Linked DNA regions of Mus musculus: region 2 is linked to region 1. Evidence: chromatin contacts called from public Hi-C data. All regions are on one chromosome and are shown on one strand. Each heading gives the region's core, a stretch centred on a gene start, on an enhancer-like site or on the middle of the called end of the contact. The rest is flanking DNA. Distances are from core to core; before and after follow the strand shown. Region 1 has its middle 30 kb from the start of Gm25081. Region 2 overlaps Nek6 (NIMA (never in mitosis gene a)-related expressed kinase 6).

Evidence for each region. A called contact is a pair of places that touch in the nucleus more often than the background predicts.
Region 2: a Hi-C map of bone marrow-derived macrophages shows a contact between it and region 1, with 46 read pairs. The contact joins two enhancer-like sites. A contact is called at or near these places in 1 of 15 datasets of contacts at CTCF or cohesin (CD8 T cells), 22 of 484 Hi-C or Micro-C datasets (the AML12 cell line, CD8 T cells, the G1E-ER4 cell line and 13 more), 11 of 115 datasets of contacts at active chromatin or transcription factors (the HPC-7 cell line, a beta-TC-6 cell line, embryonic basal ganglia and 4 more) and 4 of 9 other capture datasets (adipose tissue, liver, macrophages and 1 more).

What each region holds. Positions count from the first base shown.
Region 1 is chr2:38,448,593-38,452,734 of GRCm38.p6, forward strand. No RefSeq gene overlaps it. Among named protein-coding and RNA genes, the nearest start is that of Gm25081, 30 kb to the right of the region's middle. Within about 2 kb of position 2,214, at least 16 of the 459 cell types and tissues checked have an H3K27ac peak or open chromatin away from gene starts, as enhancers often do. A contact at or near this core is called in bone marrow-derived macrophages, where this site is marked.
Region 2 is chr2:38,587,198-38,591,220 of GRCm38.p6, forward strand. Nek6 (NIMA (never in mitosis gene a)-related expressed kinase 6) reads left to right here. Exons shown (of 10, transcript NM_021606.3): 10 at 1-293. It overlaps Psmb7 (proteasome (prosome, macropain) subunit, beta type 7), which reads right to left. Exons shown (of 8, transcript NM_011187.1): 7 at 3,500-3,651; 8 at 849-1,091. The coding sequence ends at 980. Among named protein-coding and RNA genes, the nearest start is that of Psmb7, 55 kb to the right of the region's middle. Within about 2 kb of position 1,459, at least 4 of the 459 cell types and tissues checked have an H3K27ac peak or open chromatin away from gene starts, as enhancers often do. A contact at or near this core is called in bone marrow-derived macrophages, where this site is marked.

The DNA.
Region 1 (4,142 bases), core at 964-3,463:
CATGTACACCTGCACACCAGAAGTGAGCATCAAATCCCTTTATAGATGGTTGTGAGCTACCATGTGGGTGCTGGGAATTGAACTCAGGACCTCTGGAAGAGCAGTCAGTGCTCTTGACCACTAAGCCATCTCTCCAGCCTTGTCTGCCGTATCTTACATTGTATATGTTTGATTGCTAGCTATCTATTTTCTTTTTTTTTGTTTTGTTTTGTTTTTGTTTGTTTGTTTGTTTGTTTGTTTGTTTTTCGAGACAGGGTTTCTCTGTATAGCTCTGGCTGTCCTGGAACTCACTTTGTAGGCCACGCTGGCCTCGAATTCAGAAATCCGCCTGCCTCTGCCTCCCAAGTGCTGGGATTGTTTAAGCCTTGATGTGACATCTCTCCAAGATGATCATGTGTTAGGGGCTTGGTGTCCATGAGGTAGAGATATTGGGGAGGTTCTAGAAACTTTAGGAGGTAGGATATCACTGGGGGAATTTGTTAGATCACTAGAGAATATGAGTCTGTAGGGAGTGCCTTATCCCTGCCTCCTCTATGCCTTATTCTGCTTCTTGTTGTCTTGAGGTAAGCAGACCCCATCATTGACCGAACACACTCCTGCCCCTATGCCGTCCTGTGACCGTGACCATAGAGTAAACTCTCTGAAAGTATGAGCCAAAATAAATAGTCCCACCCACTCATTACCTTATTCTCTCGGGCATCTTGAGAACAGTAACAATTATATTGCTTCGTGTACAGTACAAAGTTCACACTGCAGCAGACTTCTCGTTCTCTGTATTATTTTGTCAAATATACAAGCAGTGTAAACCTACAGTACATTGCATTTTCTCTTTACTCTAATTGACACTATTTCCATTCTTATCTCTTACTGTAGATATAGGTTGCCTGTAATTTCTTCTCCCTAAGCACTTATACTGTGTCTTTAGTGTGAAATGTATGGGTAATAAGTTTTCTGAATAGAAACATCATTAGGTCTCCTGAATGTTTGGATGATATTCTCACTAGGTAGATCACTCTGAGTTGACAGGTATTCCCCCTAATACCCCCTAATACTTTGAAAGAGATGACACTCGGGGCTCTGTCTTGTGTCATTTCTGCTGAGAAGTCTGTGGTCCTCATCTTTGTACCTCTATGTGTAAAATGGCTTTTATCTCTGGTTGCCTCTATGATTCAAGGTTTTCTTTTCATCTTTAATTGTGAGCAGTTTGAATATGACAGTTTTTGTGTGTTTTTATTTTTTGTGTGTACATGTGTGCTATTACACACCCAAGGAGAGTGCTGGGTGTCCTGCTTTATCCTGTCCACCTGACTCCCTTCAGACGGGGCCTTTCACTGAAACTAGAGCTAGACCAGCAGCCGGAAAGGCCCACTGACCCTCCTGTCACAGCCCACCCACACACAATACTAGCTTTACACTAATATCCAAGGTTGTCCCTTACATGTAGCATAAATGTGTATCCACATCCCAACATACAGAAGCATACATACACACATCCAGAGAATTTAAAAACTATGTTAGTTCAGACACAGTCAGAAGCAGGGGGGGTCTCTATGACTTTGAGGCCAGCTTGGTCTACAAAGTGAGTTCTAGGCTAGCCAGGGCTACACATTAAGTCTATCTTGAAAATAAGTTTGTGAGGGCCAGTGAGATGATCCAGTGTGTAAAGCCACTGCTGCCAAGCCTGAAGACCCTCAGGACAGAAGGAGAGAACACGCTTCTTAATGTGGGGGCTGGAGATTAAAACTCAGATTCTTACATCCAGACTGCAAGCACTCAGTGACCATTTCCCCAACCCTACTCTCTCTCCTCTCTCCTTCCCTCTCTCCCTACCCCTTCCCCTCCCCTTCTCCCCTCCTCTCTTCTCCTCTCCTCTCTCCTACTCTTTTTCTCTCTAGCCTTCTCTCTCTCTCTCTCTCTCTCTCTCTCTCTCTCTCTCACTCTTCCCCCCTTCTCCTCTCCCCTTCCCTTCCTTCCTTTCAGTATTTTTCTTTGCTGTCATCTGAGCTCCTTGGATCGATGATTTCTTCTTTCTTGTCTTTTATTCATTTGGAGGCAATTCCCAGCCATTATCTCTTCAAGTGCTTCTTGCAGCTCTTTTCTTCTTTCTCTTATATTTCTGGGAATCTGACTCATGACTGTTAGGCCATGTGATACTGTCCCACAGCTGCGGGTCTCAGTCCTTTTAGCCTCTCCCTGGAACATTCAGTGAGCTTACAAGGCTTTAACTCCACTTCCACATCTGAACTTTGTGGTGGCATGGCCATATATTTTCCTTTTACAGATGTTCCAACCCCCACACTACATGTATAATGTTGTTGTTCCAGACAAATTAAACATACTGTCCAGTTTCCTGCATTCTACTGCATAGTCCCAAGCACCCAGCTAGGACCATTTTCCAGATTGAGGGACTGTTGTGTTGTTTCAGACAGGGTCTCTGCAGCTCTGGCTGTCCTGGAACTCACTACACAAACCAAGCTGGCCTTGAACTCACAGAGATCACAGATCTGCTTCCCTTCCAAGTGCTGAGATTAAAGGTGTGCCTTCACTACCATGCCTGGCAAGGAAGTATAGCTGAAAGACTGCTGACAATGAAACTTTTCAACTTGTATCTATTTCCTGTTTTGTTGTTTGTTTTGAGAAACGATTTCTCTGTGTAGCCCCAGCTGTCTTAGAACTTGCTCTGTAGACTAGGTTGGCCTCAAACTCACAGAGCTCCTCCCACGTCTGCCTCCTGAGTGCTGGGATTAAAAGTGTGTGTCACCCCAGCTTGCCCCTGAAATGCTGTCACTTTGATTTAAGTTTTGAAGGGTATTTTTGCCTTGTGTGGCACTCTAGCTCGTCAGGCTGGTTTAGAATTCTCATTGCTCTATCTTCTGGTTTTGGAGGTTTCCACTAAAAAGTCCTCTAACTGCCGTTCTGAGCAAGTGCTCCACCCTGAAGTTTAATGAAGCTCCTGTCTTGAGGTACTCTCTTCAACAGTTTTGAAAAAAAAAAAAAGAAAAAACAACCCAAAAGCAATAACAACAACAAAAACCCTCAGCCCTTGTCTTTGGATGCTAGTGTGTGTGTGTATATATGTGTGTGTGTGTGTATGTGTGTGTGTGTGTGTGTGTGTGTGTGTGTGTGTATGTGTGTGTGTATGTGTGTGTGTGTGTGTGTGTGTGTGTGTGTGTGTGTGTGTAGGCCAGAAAGCACTATCACGTGCCTCTTGACACCCCCACCTTATTTTTTGAGAGAAGGTCTCAAGGCATCCCATAGCTCATAATTTCCGGTTCACTCTCATACCTGGCTCTTTGCATGGTGTTGTGAATCCAAGCTCCTGCCAGGCACTTTACTGATGAAACTGTAAGACCCCCCCCCCCCATGCTGGGCTTCCGCTCAAGTCCCAGGATGAGCTGGCCAACACCCCAACATCTTGAGAGAAAACCACACCTGATGCAAGCTGTAAGAGGTTTTATTATCAGCTAGCTGAGGAGGAACCCCTCGCGCCTTGCAGAGCAAGGGAGTTCGACCCCCGAGCGGTGACAGTAGGGGGCTTTTAACAGCTAGCTGAGGAGTTGGGAGAAGTTGGGAAGAGTTCTTCTCTTCCGGGTGTCCTTGGTGAAATTTACAAGGCAGGAGTGGGGAGTGAGTTCTTTCTGAATTTTTATCTCCGTGTCCTCGGCACAGGAAGGCAGGCATCTCTGGTTGTACAGTATAGAAACAAAAAGACTTTTTGCTGGCTATAGAGAACAAAGAGCTTTTTTTCTAGCTGTACTTTTAAAGATCAGGGAAAACAAGTTTGGAGAACATCCAGGGGCTTTACCTTCCAGGGAGAAACGCTCTAAGTCGGGGTCTCACAAAACCATCTCTCCAGCCCCTATAATCTCCTTAGTTATTGCTCCTACACTATTTTCTCTCTTTATAGAACTATGATTACACACAGTTGTACCTATATGAATATTTTCTTCTGACCATTCCTATTGAGAGACCAGATCCTGGGTTCAGACTCCATCTTTGAGAACCTGACCTAAGGCTGAACTCGAGTTAACCAACAAGCCGTCATCTAGTATCAGTTTCCAGGTTACTCCCCAGTAAACTGCCCCTGGCATTTTAAAGGGCAAAAAAATTCCATAATAGCCTCCCAGTCAGATATGTGCCAG
Region 2 (4,023 bases), core at 209-2,708, 140 kb after region 1:
ATAAATCCACTGTACCCTTTCAAGCAGTTTGCACAAGGGAATCTGTCCTCCAGTGTCCTGCCCAGAATACTGACTCTGAGAAAGGATCAGAGTCGCTGTCTCCTGCCCAGCACTAACTCCTGAAAGTTTTCCTGGGTCTTTGTAAGAACTGTTTCTGTTCTTAGAGGCTCTGTTCTATCTGCCCTTGGTACAAGCAGCCTCTGCAAACCAAAGAACTTCATTTCAGCACTCTACCCATTGTCCACACCAAGAGAACTATCTGCCCAATAAAATGGCCCTTGGGATGTACAGTCTCCACTGGACAATCACTATCCAGAGAAGCAAAGCAATGCTATGTCTAATTACTGCAAAACAGCAAACATCAAGTTTTCCTTTAGTTGTCACGAGAATGGCTAGAGTGCAGCTCACCAGTCTCATACAGCCACACAAATACCCAGTTTCCATCTATCTTTCTCTAGACCTGAGCATGTTTAGGCTGAGAATTCAAACTGAAGATATCTGTCCTGGGGAGGGGGAACTAGGGTCTTGTTTATGTAGGGAAGCCATCCACTCAGCCTGAGACTTCCTTGCCACTGCTTTGCACTGATTCACTCTGTTAGGACAGGTGCCTGGGGTTACCCCCAAGTGAAGATAAAGTAAACAAATATAGGCCTAGGTCATATTCTTTAGAACCAAAAACCCAATCTGTTTTTTTGTTTTTGTTTTTTGTTTTTGCCACAAAGAACTAATCAGTTTCAGAGGACCACACCACTAACACGCCAGAAAGATCTGGAACATAGAAAGGAAAGTCGGGTCAGTAGGAGCCCAAACGCACAGTTCCAACATTACAACCACTCACTAAGTTTTTTGTCTTTTTATTTATTTATTTTAATTGAGCAATTGCCAAAGGCATGTTTTCTGGTTGGGGTAGAATGGGGTTGGGGTAGGGGTGGTATGCACCCCGAGTCATCTAGAGTTATCCAACCACCCACAGCACCATTCACGAAGTATCCATTGTCTGAACAGTCTCTTCTAGCACCTCAATCTCCAGAGGGGTAACTTTCTCGGTGAGGACAGCGGTAGTGCCTTTCTCACATCTGTACCGGCCAAGCCTAATGAGAAAAATAAAAGCAATTAGACTTCTGCTCAAGTGCCCAACGGAGGTCAGGACAGAGACATTTTGGCCAGACAGCAACAGGCTTGACTAGACTCTGAGAACTCCACCTCTGGGGCTTCAAGGAGTCAACCTCCCTTTACTTCCAAATGGTACACTTGAAAGGGGTGTGTGCGTGCGTGCGTGCATGTGTGTGTGTGTGCATGCATGCACTCGCATGTGCATGAGACAATACTTAAGAGATAATAGAAAAAGCACTGTTTTTCAATTTTCCTTCCACATCCCACCATTCTCAGTAGAGCTAGAAGCTACTTGGTCATGTGACTTGAGGCTTCCACTTCCGTAAAACTCACATCCTGGGCATTAAATATGAGTGATGTAATTCGCCTTCTGCCCCTCATCTCTAGAAGCACCAGCAATACAACATAGTCCACAGCCAAGCTCCAAGTGCCTCACTCTAGGCCAACTGTCCCTGCAGGGCACAGTGGACTGATTGCCACTAGGACATGCTCACCTGACCTGCCTCCTTGGGGCTTGCTCTGAGCACAAGGCTCTCATCCTTATCCACACGTACTCAAACTCTCCAGTCCTGAGTCTGCCAAAATATGGTACCAGAAAACTGTTCCTTTGTCATGTGTCTGTCTGTCTGGAGTCACAGTTCCATCAAGGTTGTGTCCGATCAGTGGAAGCTGTGCCATTATCACATGCTCCTAGAAAATGTATCCCTTTAAACAGCACTTGAGCTTCAACAGGGAGCAGATGGGAGGTACATGACAGCTCAGGTGGAAGGCATACTTTTTCAAAATACATCTATCTGTCCTAAGGTTTAAAAACATCTCTTGGACTGCACCTTGCAGGGCTATACTGGCAGTTAAATGTTGCCTTGAGACAATGGCCCAACAAGATAATTCATTTGAGCTTTACCCTGTCTTTAGGGGGAGTGGACACAAGAGCCCTTGTACCTTTTGGATAAGGCTGTTGGTCTTAGCAGCATGCAGGGTAGCAGCCAGGTCCATCCATGATTCCATGATGGTGACAGGCATGGAACAACTGCCAAGCCTTAGCCCTCACCTGTTGTTTCTTCTGGAGAGGGTTCCCTCATCCAGGCAGCATTCTCACAATCACTAACTAGTCTAAAGGACAGTGGGGTTCTAGAGTGTGTGGATACTGGTACCGCCCCAAGGCAGATTATTGCACACCTCCCCTTCCTTGTCACCTTGTTGGGTCCATCCCCACCCTAAAGGCTAGGAATAGAACCCAGAGCCTCCCACATTCTAGGCAAGTGTTCTTCCACAAAAACCAGATCCCTGGCTCCACAGTGCTACCTTTAGCACAAAGGTTCCTTTTGCAATCACACCTACTTTTCAAGGGTGGCTTTTAGAATTCTCTGTCTGGGCGACTATCATTCAGCCCACATGGAACAGAAGCACTCCCTAGTTCTCTTCCCAAAGGATCAGATCAGCATCCTTCAGTGGAAGCTGCTTTCCCAAACCAGCCCTAGATCTTAAAGGCAGCTTCCCTTTTCACTCAATGCCCAAGGAACTGGCATCACACTACCCTAGCTCTGTCATTTCAAATACAGGACTGATACCCAGAGCCACCATGCCAGCCAGTGGCCATCCCTGTCACCCACCCCAGAGCTGTCTGACACTAAGCTTCCACAATGCTGAGAACAGCCTACAACGAGGCACTGTTAATACTGAAGACCCACCTTTTCTTGTGAATCTAGAGCTAGGGATCCTCAGTGGGTATAGAAGCAAGCCTTCCAGAGGTCACATGCTACTAATCAGAGCGCTCAAGTAGCTATAACTGTCAATTCGTGAACTACAGGTACATGCAAACACCATGTCTTTTGGACCTAGAACATCCCATAACAGCTCAGATCTTGGCTTGCACCACTGAAGTGAGGCACCCAGGGATGTAGGCCACAGTTTCAGTGGCATGACTGTAGCATAAACAACACTGGTACAAACCATGGCCACAATTCAGAGGCTTATAGCCACAGGATTAGGACTTTTAGGATGTTTTGGGCCAGCCTGAAGAAAGGCTGTGGGCTGGCTACCATGAAACATAAACACTTCACAAGATTCCATACAGGGCTTAAGATGCTGAAGAAACCACAGGGGGGTGGGACAGGGGACACACACTTCAATGTCCCAACTGACTCTGAAGCCTTCTCTTAGACCCATTCCACCTTTCCTGCCAACACATGACAGATTAAGACACTTCTCCATGCCTGACCAACGCTGGGATCTTTGAGTAGCCCGACTCAAAGGACTGTTGTATAAGCTGCTTTGGAACATTTGGCTTTTCTCAGTGCAGGGAAACATCCAGAGAGCCCAATCCAGATGGCATAGGGATGCCAAAGGTGATGGGACAGAAAAAAATGATATCCCGTTCACTTACCTGGTCCCTTTCTTGTTGGGCACTGAGAATGGACGAAGAAAGTCCAGCTTGCTCTTGCTGATAACACACAGATCAATGTTGCTTCCAGACCCCAAGTCATTAAAGATGCCAGCTGCAATAGCCTCACTCACTAGCTTCTTGGCTTCTTCCTCCTGAGAAAGCAAAAGGGCAGTCATGATAAGTTATGCCCACGGAGAATGGTGGCATACTCAGCGCACATAATAGTTCACAGGTCTGTTTGTTCGTGGTTGTTGGTGCTTAAAACCTCCTTAGAGCTGGGCAGTGGTGGCACTTGCCTTTAATCCCAGCAGTTGGGAGGCAGAGGCAGGCGGATCTCTCTGAGTTCCAGGACAGCTAGAGCTATGCAGAAAAACCTTGTCTTGAAAACCAAACCTAACCATCACCACCATTCCCTAGAACTGACTCCAATGGTTTGCCTGGAGCTCTTCAGGTGGTAAGCAGGGGCCTAGACTTTTCAAAGTCCTTCATGCCCTTTCTTCACTACAATGTCTTCCATTATATGC